Regions from separate parts of the Triticum aestivum genome. Here regions 1 and 2 are each linked to region 3. Evidence: chromatin contacts called from public Hi-C data. All regions are on one chromosome and are shown on one strand. Each heading gives the region's core, a stretch centred on a gene start, on an enhancer-like site or on the middle of the called end of the contact. The rest is flanking DNA. Distances are from core to core; before and after follow the strand shown. Region 1 holds the start of LOC123158866 (transmembrane emp24 domain-containing protein p24beta2). Region 2 holds the start of LOC123157310 (non-specific lipid transfer protein GPI-anchored 1). Region 3 holds the start of LOC123162898 (peroxidase 55).

The links. A called contact is a pair of places that touch in the nucleus more often than the background predicts.
Region 1: a Hi-C map of leaf shows a contact between it and region 3, with 7 times the contacts expected there. The contact joins the promoter of LOC123158866 here to the promoter of LOC123162898 in region 3. A contact is called at or near these places in 2 of 5 Hi-C or Micro-C datasets (both in leaf).
Region 2: a Hi-C map of leaf shows a contact between it and region 3, with 2.8 times the contacts expected there. The contact joins the promoter of LOC123157310 here to the promoter of LOC123162898 in region 3. A contact is called at or near these places in 2 of 5 Hi-C or Micro-C datasets (both in leaf).

What each region holds. Positions count from the first base shown.
Region 1 is chr7B:230,627,210-230,630,679 of IWGSC CS RefSeq v2.1, reverse strand. LOC123158866 (transmembrane emp24 domain-containing protein p24beta2) reads left to right here and starts at 1,971. Exons shown (of 5, transcript XM_044576689.1): 1 at 1,971-2,163; 2 at 2,586-2,837. The coding sequence starts at 2,628.
Region 2 is chr7B:230,506,869-230,510,348 of IWGSC CS RefSeq v2.1, reverse strand. LOC123157310 (non-specific lipid transfer protein GPI-anchored 1) reads left to right here and starts at 1,934. Exons shown (of 3, transcript XM_044575566.1): 1 at 1,934-2,459. The coding sequence starts at 2,120.
Region 3 is chr7B:230,371,478-230,375,034 of IWGSC CS RefSeq v2.1, reverse strand. It overlaps LOC123162898 (peroxidase 55), which reads left to right and starts at 2,063. Exons shown (of 3, transcript XM_044580653.1): 1 at 2,063-2,434. The coding sequence starts at 2,201.

The DNA.
Region 1 (3,470 bases), core at 722-3,221, 260 kb before region 3:
TCAGCGGACATTTACCTATTAATTTGATGTTGGCAGATCTAAGCGGAGGAAAACATAATGACACGTTGACACACACGATACTAAGTGACTTCATAACCACGGTAATCTAACAATTTAGCATATCTAAACCAGCCTAATAAATGGCAACGGTAGTTCATCCTTCACTCTCCTGGAAAGAGAGAGATGGAGAGACATTCGCAAAAAAGAAGAGAGATGGAGAGAGCAAGAAGAGCCGTGAGAGAATATCAATAGGCGCAACTCACTAATGTTCTACTTCCTCCAGTTATTCTCTTGAATCCGTGGAGAAGCATTTTAGGGACCGTGTTGCACACGATACTTTGAAGGTGATGTGACCTGCAGACAAAAGGAAAAACACACACACACACGAACTAACATAGCCTGGTCCAAAAATTAGACAACTAAATTTTTGCAGGGCATGAGTTAAAGACCAGAGCCTAATTCAAAAACAGGCCAACATATCAAGGACAGAAAATAGATTTGCTAATGATATTACTCTTCAGCTTCAGGAACGTAAATTAACTCTCCTCCCCAAAGTTTGCGCAATAAGAATAGAACATAAGGATCCAGTATTTGAAATTAATTAACAAAAGGGTTCTAACTTCTAAGTAGTGTTAATTGGGGGAGATGAGGCACAACGAATCTACTATATCTGATGAAAGACGACATCCCAAAATAAAAATGGAGCACCTTCTGGTTACCTTTCCTACCGCTTCAACAATCGATCTACAGCAACGCTTGCATGCTGCCCGTCACCATGAACGATCTGTGCTACAGTTCGCCGGTAGAGGGTGGAGGCCGCCCATTGATCTGCACCGGCTCTTGCACACTACATGACCCCATCAATGGCTGTAAAATAGGGCGCCATCGAGGGTGCCGATTGGTTGGCCGCGTCGACAATGCAGATGATGATGCAACCTGTTGAGGCAGTTAACGGTGGTGGGAATGCCCAGTGAGCCAGCTACCTTAGCCACCACCACCATGGCTCCTTGGTGCCAACTAAATACCCGTTGGTTTAGACACCATGCAGTTCAGGCGATGGAAGCAAGTCAATCCTGGCTGAGATATGTAGCCAATGCGACATGTGAAGGGAGATTGGTACAACAGGAAGAATAAGGAGCGGAGGAGCCAGAGGATAACTGATCGGGAATCGTAAAACACACGGAAGGTGAACAACAGACGAGATCAAGATGGATGGATCTTAAGAGGCGAATTGGAGAGAGGATAAGGACGCGGCGGCGGTGGGTTTTTGTGATCTGAGAGACAGAAGGAAGAGTGTCGGTTGGGCTATCTATAATAGGTTAGGGAAGATGGAAAGGAGGTGATCGCTAGGTATTCTTCGGTCAGACGGTTGGTTCCACATGTTCATTACGGGAGAGAAGGTTGGGCGTTTGTGCTAAGGAAAAAAAGTAGATTTGTCTAAAAAAAGGAGTGAAAAAGCTGATGTGGCAAAATGATGATGTGGATAGGCTGCATGTCAAGAGAAATAGGTTAGTGGGGATAAACTATTTAAGTATTATATCGAGAAACTTATACTACTAAATAGAAAAGATTTGAAAATCATGGCATGGATCTTCTTTTTTTCTTTCTTTAGAGTTTTCTATATGCACAATTTCTCGATGTTTCGATGAGAATTTCTTGACTTTCCATATATAGAAAGAGATAGACTATAAATGACATCTCTTATGTCAATAAGACCAAAGGGATGGATATTAAATAATAGGAAGTGCTAGGAAGTGAAATAGAGCCATTTTGGGCTTCCCTATGAAATGAGGCATGAAACGGAGCCACTATGAAGAAATTATGGGAGTTACGAAAGAAGCTTCGGACTCATATTGTTTAGATTAGAGTTGCGAGGCTCGCATTTTTTGGCCCGATGGCAGCAGGCCTCTCCCTGGCTCAGCGAGGTTAATAATGGGCCGACTGCGGCCCGCCCGGTCAATAGGCCCCTCGGCGGAAAGTGAAGTAGAAAAACCACGGAAAGAGAAAGGTCGCGTTCTCCCCAAGGTCAGTCAGCTCTTCGTGACATCTTGAGTATCGACTACTTCTTCCTCCGCCGAGAAGGGAAGGGGAGCGCCGCTTGGAATCACCGGAGCCGGACGCCAGCAGCGATTTCTCCGACGGCCGCCTGCAGGCGGTAACTGAGTAAGCTCCTCCTCCTCCTCTTCACCTCTTACGCTCTTTCCCCCAATTCTTCCTACTGGACGGGAATCATGAGCTTCCAGAGGTCAGATCCAACCAGACTCTCACGTCTTGGCAGGCAAGCCCTGGTTGGAAATCGATCGATTGATCTATCTCACCTTCATTGTATGATTCCAGAGCATAAGTTAAGATAATTGATGAGTAATTTGTACGGTTCCACCACGCCCTCCCCTTCGTATGCGCCCGTAGAATAAACACCCATCTAGCCTTGTTGTTTGCTCGACCATCTAAACAACCATGTTGTGGTAGAATTTTGGCGTTCTGTGACATCACAGGATCTCAAAAGCTTACCCCTATCAACGCGACGCATGCTTGTGTGGATACTCTTTGAGATCAATTGACACTTTGGAATTATTTCTCTGCAGGAAGCTCTGTACAATCTGCTATTGCTCCTCTGCTGATAGAAGATGGAGGGGCTGAGTTGGACAAGGGCTTGTGTCTTGGTCCTCTGCATCATGCCGTTCTTGCACCCCGCTGCCGCTATCCGCTTTGTGATTGATAGGGAGGAGTGTTTCTCGCATAACGTGGAATACGAGGGGGATACTGTTCATGTATCCTTTGTGGTTATCAAGGCAGACACTCCGTGGCATTATAGCGAGGATGGGGTGGATCTTGTGGTAAGGACTTAACCCCCTTTTTTTATATATATGTAAATCACGCAAGAATAAGCATCATCCAATGGTTACTTAGATGTTTGATGCATTATTGGGTATCAAAGGAAGGCACAGTCTACTAGAATGTTTGTTCTGCTGGTATAGTGTCACAACTATTTTGCCATTTATTTTGTGTGAATCCATGCTATACTTTCTATTCTAGAGACGCGGACAAAAAACTAGTAATATTATCAAGTATATGATGTGTTGGTATTTGAAGTACTACCTTAATTTTTTGATTTCAAATCAGTTTTGATTGTAGCGCCTTTTAGTCATTCATGTATAATTTGTAAGCTTTGAACACCTTCTTGAATTAGGATGCAGACTACTAACTATGGCAATCATTATTAGAAATAATGAAGGAATAACGTGCGAGGAAGAACTAATTGTTCAATGAAAACATGCACGGCGTTATTTATAAGGCGTCCCACCTTGGACTCTTAGGTGACTCTTAGGCGGTAATTATGCTCGCGCTAGGTGCTTAGGCATGCGCCTTAGGTGTTAGGGCGGTTTGTGCTCGCCTTAGGTTGCCTTACTGCTTTATAAACAATGATGCACGAAACTAAGTTATGTTAGAAGGGTTTTATCACAGGGAAT
Region 2 (3,480 bases), core at 685-3,184, 140 kb before region 3:
ATTTGCAAATTTTCCCAACAACTAGACCACATATCACATGCGAAACTTATTTTTTTTTGACATTTTCTTAATTTTCTTTTATTTTTTTAAAACTGAAAAGGCGATCCACGCGGGGGGGGGGGGGGGGGTAGAGTTTGAAAATGGGACCTTTAGTAGTAGCGCGGGTTTTTACCCCTCGCTACTACTATGGCACCACTTAGTAGTAGCGAGGGCTAAAAACCAACACTATTGCTATCAAACTTAGTAGTAGCGAGGGTTAAAAACCCGCGCTACTACTATGGCATGTCCCGGGGGGGCACGATAGAGACTGCTTAGTAGTAGCAAGGGTTAAAAACCCGCGCTACTGCTATCAACTTAGTAGTAGCGAGGTTTACAAACCGGCGCTACTGGTAAATAGCAGTAGCGTGGATTTTTAACCCTCGCTACTAGTAGCTTTCTGTGTATAAGCTTTTCCCTAGTAGTGTAGGACTTGATGGTGGGTCAGAGGTCAATATTGCAAGTTCAGACACATGACCTTCAGTCATGGTCTGACTTTTGCTCAGTTCCACCATAGTGTGTGAGGAGGAAACACTAGTTTCTTGTCTTGGATCAACCTCTACACCAATGCTAGTGGCAACTGAGAGAAAAGCAGGATCATAAAACATGTTAAAAGAGTTTTGATTCTTACCATGTGGTTTCTGGACCTCCGAGTTCTGGACTTCCTTGAGCTGCTGGGCTTTCTCCATGATGGTCCTCTTGTCACCAGCAATCCTTGAACTTGTCCTGGCAGCTTGGACATGGCCCCACTTCTTGGTGTCAGCAGCAGTGTTCATGGCAGGGAAATCAATCTCATATTGCTCTCCAAGTTGATTATTTTCAATGGTGGCATCCAAAACTTCATTCTCATCATCATCAGTCTCAATCTCATCTTCCCCCACCAGTTCCATTTCCCTCAACAGGTTGAATCCTACAGAGTCACCTTGCTCTGAATTGAGCAATTGTTCAAGAGCTTGTATCCTGGGTAGGTACTGAGATTCAGGCAGCTGGTTCCTCAGCATGGAGGTTGGGGTGGAGGCCTCATGGGAGTGTTGTTGCCCTGTGACTTGAGTTCTGTGGGTAGAGTTACCAGTACCAGTAAGGGAGCCAGAATCAGAGCCAGTCCTGGATCCATGCTGGGATCTCCCATCATTTGAGGCACTATCTTTGGACATTGTTTCCAGAGAAGTACTGGTATCCATTGAAGGGTTGGTTGCAGCTATAGCTTCATCACTGTCAGTTGGCTCAACTTCAAACAACAGTTTGTAGATTTTACCTCTGATGCCAAAAAGCCTCTCTGTTGAAATCTTAGTGTGATCCTTGCATGAGATCTTGACCCTGACTGATTCATAAAAGGATTTGAAGTTGTGCTGCCAGTCTACATCCAGCAACACCCCCAGAGTGAAAGTGATTTGATCAAGCATTGACCATTCACACCATTTAGGGTTCATTTTCCTGATTTTGAGAAATACAGAAGTATGATTATTGAATTGTTTAAAAATTCAGGCTCCATGAATCCCGAGTTCCATTTATCATTATCGCTCAATAATAACATACACTATTTTGTTACAGCTCAATATTTTTATAAGTTCTTGAATGAAGATGAAGTGGTATCTTATCCAGCTATAATGTCTATTGTTGTACTAAAATAGCGTCAATTAATATGGAGCGAACGGAGCAGCAGTACACATGATGCTAAAATGTGGTTCGCTTTTGCTCTTATTTTACAAAACGAGAGCTCTAGTTTTCAGCATGAGAGACCTGTCAGGGTATGTATATACGTAGCCAAAGCAAAGCCAGGCCACGTATGGTAGGAGTACGTACCATCACAAGAACTGTACTGACCAGCCCTGCCCCCTGCCACTCCCGTCTTAAATGCAAACACATCTAACCTTCACCGCCCACTTGAATGCCCTTGCGACGTCTCCTATCATGGCTATCTATAAACGCCGGCCGGCCACACCATGCCTTCTCCTCCTCCTCCTCCTCCTCCTCGTCAACAGCTAGCCAGCAAGAAGCAGAGCAGCTCAGAACCGAGCACAGACCGAAGCGGAGCCAAACGAAAGAAGGGATCTAACCTAGCCAGCCGGCGATCGACCGAGAGATGGCGCGGTGGTGTCAGCTGGCGGCGGTGCTGCTCGCCGTGTCGATGGCGGCGTCGACGACGGTGGCGCAGGACGCGCTGCAGACCAAGTGCCAGGAGGACCTGCAGAAGCTGTCAGACTGCATGGACTACGCGACGGGGCACGAGGACACGCCGTCGGCCAAGTGCTGCGAGGACACGGCGGACACGCAGAAGTCGCGGCCCGAGTGCCTCTGCTCCATCATCCAGCAGGTGCACAGCGGCAGCCACGGCGTGCAGCAGCTCGGCCTCCGCTTCGACCGCCTCCTGGCCCAGCCCGCCGCCTGCAAGCTCCCCAACGCCAACGTTTCCCTCTGCATCAGTGAGTACCTTGCTCAGCTAGTCACACGGCACCTAGCTCCGATTGACCCCTCTGTGTTTGATTAGTTTATTTGTTTGCCTCGTTAGTTCTGCTGTTCATGCGTTTGAATCTCGAGATCTCATCACTCACAATATACAGTACTCGGCATTAACTTGATTAATTAGTTGGGTTCTTATATGAAAGTAAAAAGAGCCCTCGCAAAGAAAAGGAAGTAAAAACAAGTAGGAAAAAAAACTTGGAAAAGGGAAGAAGATAGTATTCTACAGTTTTGCTACACACTAGATGCAGAGGCTGAGGACGTTCCCCTCTTTTCTTGAAAAAAAAAACAAATATTTCTGTTACACACTTTTCGTGTGTTGATACTTATAGAGTGGTTAGTGTGGAGGTCGTTGTATCCTAGCTCACCATAGATCAAACCTCAAGTTTACGTATAACTTCTTAGGGCAACTCGAACGCGGGGCGCTTGGGTAGGCACCAGGATTGCTTTCCTATCGATGTGCCAATCGATTGCAGTTGGAGCCGTCAAAAAGACGCGTCAGATGCTTCCTTCATTTCTTTTTTCGGCACGTGGCACATAAACCGTTTAGTTAGCGTATGATTAGCGTCCATTATTAGCGTATAGCGTTGGAAGGTAGAGCTCTTAGATATTTTCTAATTTCATAATATTAATTTTTTCCTTCATAAGCGCCTTTTTTTAGTGGTTGGTGAAATACGTACTTACTCGGTGTATTTGTCAATAACAAGACAATAGTTGTGATTTCGTCAATCTCAACTAACTAAATCTTCAGTTAATGTTTTGTGTAAACATGCACTATATTATGGTCTACATGAGCACGTGCATGAGTGTGTCTCTCTTGTATTCGATGGTTTTTGAAGCAAGTAGAGACCCTTGGCGTCAGGAAGTCAATCGTGATGAAATGGGGATATGGCACCGTTTTAAGGCTTGTTTGATTCATAGGAAAAGTAAAGGAAAAGCGCAAGAATAGAAAAATAAAAGCTTTGCAAGCACTATTCATTCCTT
Region 3 (3,557 bases), core at 814-3,313:
AGTGTGGCCACTTGGGATCCACAGGCACCGCCTCGCGATGCCAATTGGCCTATATTTTTTACTCTGGGAGAACACCTGGGATTTTTCTAGTATCGTCTGCGAGGCGGAAAAGAGGGGAGCACTTTTGCCCTCTGTAGACTGTTCTGCCGGACATCCATCCATCCAGGAGGGGGAATTCGAAACTATCATCATCACCAGCAATCTGTTCATCATTGAGATCATCTTCTCCATCATCATCTTCATCAACACAATCATCTCCCTCAACCATAGATTTTTGATCTATGAAATTTTACCTCAGATCCTTTATTGAGTTTAGTTTCTCGTGCTGTTTACTCATTGTAGTTGATGCTTAGAAGTTTTATTAGTGAAAGATCCATATGTTCAGATTGTTAATCATTTTTCATCTTCAATGATCATGATCTATATGATGTGTTGTGATTAGCCCGTTATGTTCTTGAGGACATGGGATAAACCTTGTTACTATTAATCTTGTGAAGTTTGAGAGTTCAATGTTGATATTATGTTGTGATGTAATTCTATAGTGGAGATCTGTGAACATTGACTACATATCACTTTACCTTCATGGGTCTAGAGGAGAGCATTGTGTGATTATTATTATCTATGGTGGATGGTTGGAGTGTCAAAAATTACCAAACCCTAAGTTTATTAACGGTTGCATGAAGGGATGTTGGAACACCAAAGTTTATTGCTATGGTTAGATGTTGTCGTAATTATTGTTTTGTTTGTGGATCGCTTGCATAGTGTATAAAATCATAAGTATGTTGACGTTCCAATAAAAAAACACATTATCTCAGGTTTCACCGCACAACAAATTATCAAAGCAATGAATGTTAACTCAATGAAACTAGATGAAAGTAACTTGGGGAAACTCTCATGCGTCGTCAAAACCCATTTGATCCGTATAAGTAAAACAATCGGCTTGTCCTTGTCAAAATTAAGAATGGGTTCACTTGCTGTACTGCACTTCTCTTACTATTTGTCTTGCAATCTCTCTTGTGATCCACTAATCATCAATCAATCATTACAGCTTTTACACTGATTTCTTACTAGTTTTTATTAATTAAATCTTTTCGCTCCTGGTTAGATTCGATACTCTTATTTATCAAAAAGACTATGATAGATCCCTACACTTGTGGGTTATCAGCAGCCGCTCCGCTGCCATGGCCGACAGGCTTTGCTCACTAACGTTCTTTGACCCCAGCCGGGGACATGAAGTGGAGGTGGAGGGAGTGGCGGCTAGGATTCGCTCGAGCCGGGCCCTGAGAGCGCATTGGCGTGGTTACTTTTTTTTAATAACTCTTTTCATGTTTGTCAAATGTCATTTTATTTGTCAAACTCTTTCAATATGAAATCCCCACATGCAAAATTTTCTTTAGCGTAGGCAAATATGCATACGGAAGCTTAGGGAAACTTCAATGGGAGTCACCAAAACAAACATCCTCAATTGTTAACACGTTCAAACGTGTCCATGAACATCAATTGAGGACGGTTTATGGGATTTCAAACATCTTCTTATCTATGGACATTTGATATCCGTGTTGGACCTTCCCTAAGTTTGGGAACGGTTTGTAGGGCGATTTGGTGAACTGCGTCCGAACATGTAAGCCAAAGGAGTTTTTATTGAGCAAAGTTGTCCACCCCTATACATTTAAATGTTGGTTCTAATTTTAAAGTTAGTGTCCCAAATTCTATTGCCCAATGTTTATTTTATTTTTGAAAATATTTTTCAGTAAAAGACGCTTTTATTATGTCAATTACAAACGAAATAACGTAAAAATACGACACCTTGGCAATAATAAAGTCATACGAGACCAAGTTTATGCTATGCCAAGGAGGGAGCAGACCGATTTGAAGATTATGCTGTGAACCATGTTGAATAAAAATCAAAATTATGTAGCAATATTTTCAATATTTCTACTTTTTCAGTGAAAAAATAATTTTGTCAAGGTCGTCGGCAGTGGAAACTTTAAAGCAGAAATTAAGCCGCATTCCGGCCAAATCCTGAAGCGGGTTAGGACCACTATAAAGCATTGCCCTCTCTCCAGGTCTCACCACCACCGCTATCTCCGCCTCGGTCTCTCCATTTCGTCTCCCCGGTCGTCGTGTCCGGTGTCCCCCTACAGGCCGGCCTCCTCCCCCTCCATCGACCACTACTACAGCTTAGGGCGGACCCATACTCATGGAGAAACGGAGAAGAAGCGTGTGCGCCGTGGCGGCGGTGGCCCTGGTCGCGGCAATGCTGTCCTCACTGACCGAGGCGGCGTACGGCGGCGGCATGTCGCCGGGCTACTACAAGACGACGTGCCCGCAGCTGGAGGACATCGTGCTGAAGGAGGTGACCAGAAAGAAGAACGAGACGATCGTGACCATCCCGGCGGTGCTCCGGCTCTTCTTCCACGACTGCCTCGTCAATGTGAGTTCATCATCCCTCCGCTCATCGGCCCATGGATCAAACACCTGATACATGTGCTAAGCTTGCATTGGACGCCTTGTTCTTGCTTTATTCTGCTATAAATCGTTCGTGCATCTGATGAATTAGAGAGGATTGGGGTTACTGGCGAAACAGAGGATACTAGAGCGAGGTGAGCGCATTTGATTCGTCTGTTGGCTTTTGATGATTCCCCAGCAGTTTCTTCTTGATTTTCCAAAAAACAATTCAGCAGGTCTTGTGAGCTCCAAACTGTTCTCCAGCCTGCTCGGATTTGGAATAAAGCCAGCGATTCCACACTTTTCTTTATTAAAAAAAAGGATAAAGCTGCAAGTTGACACTCCTTTACAGTTGTAGCTAGCTTGCAGGGCTTCTTCCCACGCTAATTCTCATTAGTAGGATTTCTCTTGATGAAATTGAGCTTTTTTTCTCTTTGAGATCAAACATTAGCAGCACAAAAAGGCGATTAGTTAAAGTAAGGGGAATTAGCCAGCTGCGTCGTTTAGGAGGCAGCTGGAGCTAGGGAGGTGGAGGTGGAAGGAACAACTCAATCGCCTCGCGTGGTCGTCGGTTGCGACAGCCTATGCGTGCATGTGACAGCGCGACTTTTCACCTGCTATCCGAATTATCAAATTCCCGCCCTGTCGGATGGATCTCTCTGGCCTCGGCGTGTTCGGCGTTCGCCGCAGATCATCATCACCCCAGCTCTACGTTTGCCGCCCTCTTCTTCTTCTTCTTCTTCTTCTTCTTCTTCTTCTTCTTCTTCTTCTTCTTCTTCTTCTTCTTCTTCTTCAGAGAGTGTGATTCTTCTTGTTTTTTTTTTTGGTTCAAATACAAATTGTTTTTTTTTTTTGTGTTGAAGAAGCAGAGTTGGTTCAAATACTGAAACTAGTAGTAAGCGGCAAGTTCAGTTTTTTTTTTATGAACAGCATTCAGCTTGTTCAAAGCTGTGAAGAATAAAGATCGAAGAGATGCCTCTGTCGTGCGCGTAATGATGTTTAGTGCCGCTCTAGCATTCTTTATTTTCTTTTTCTTTTTTGGGTTGACCTACACATAGTAGGATGCAGGAGCTACCAGTTGGGTCGGACCCACTTGGAGCCTGCCTATA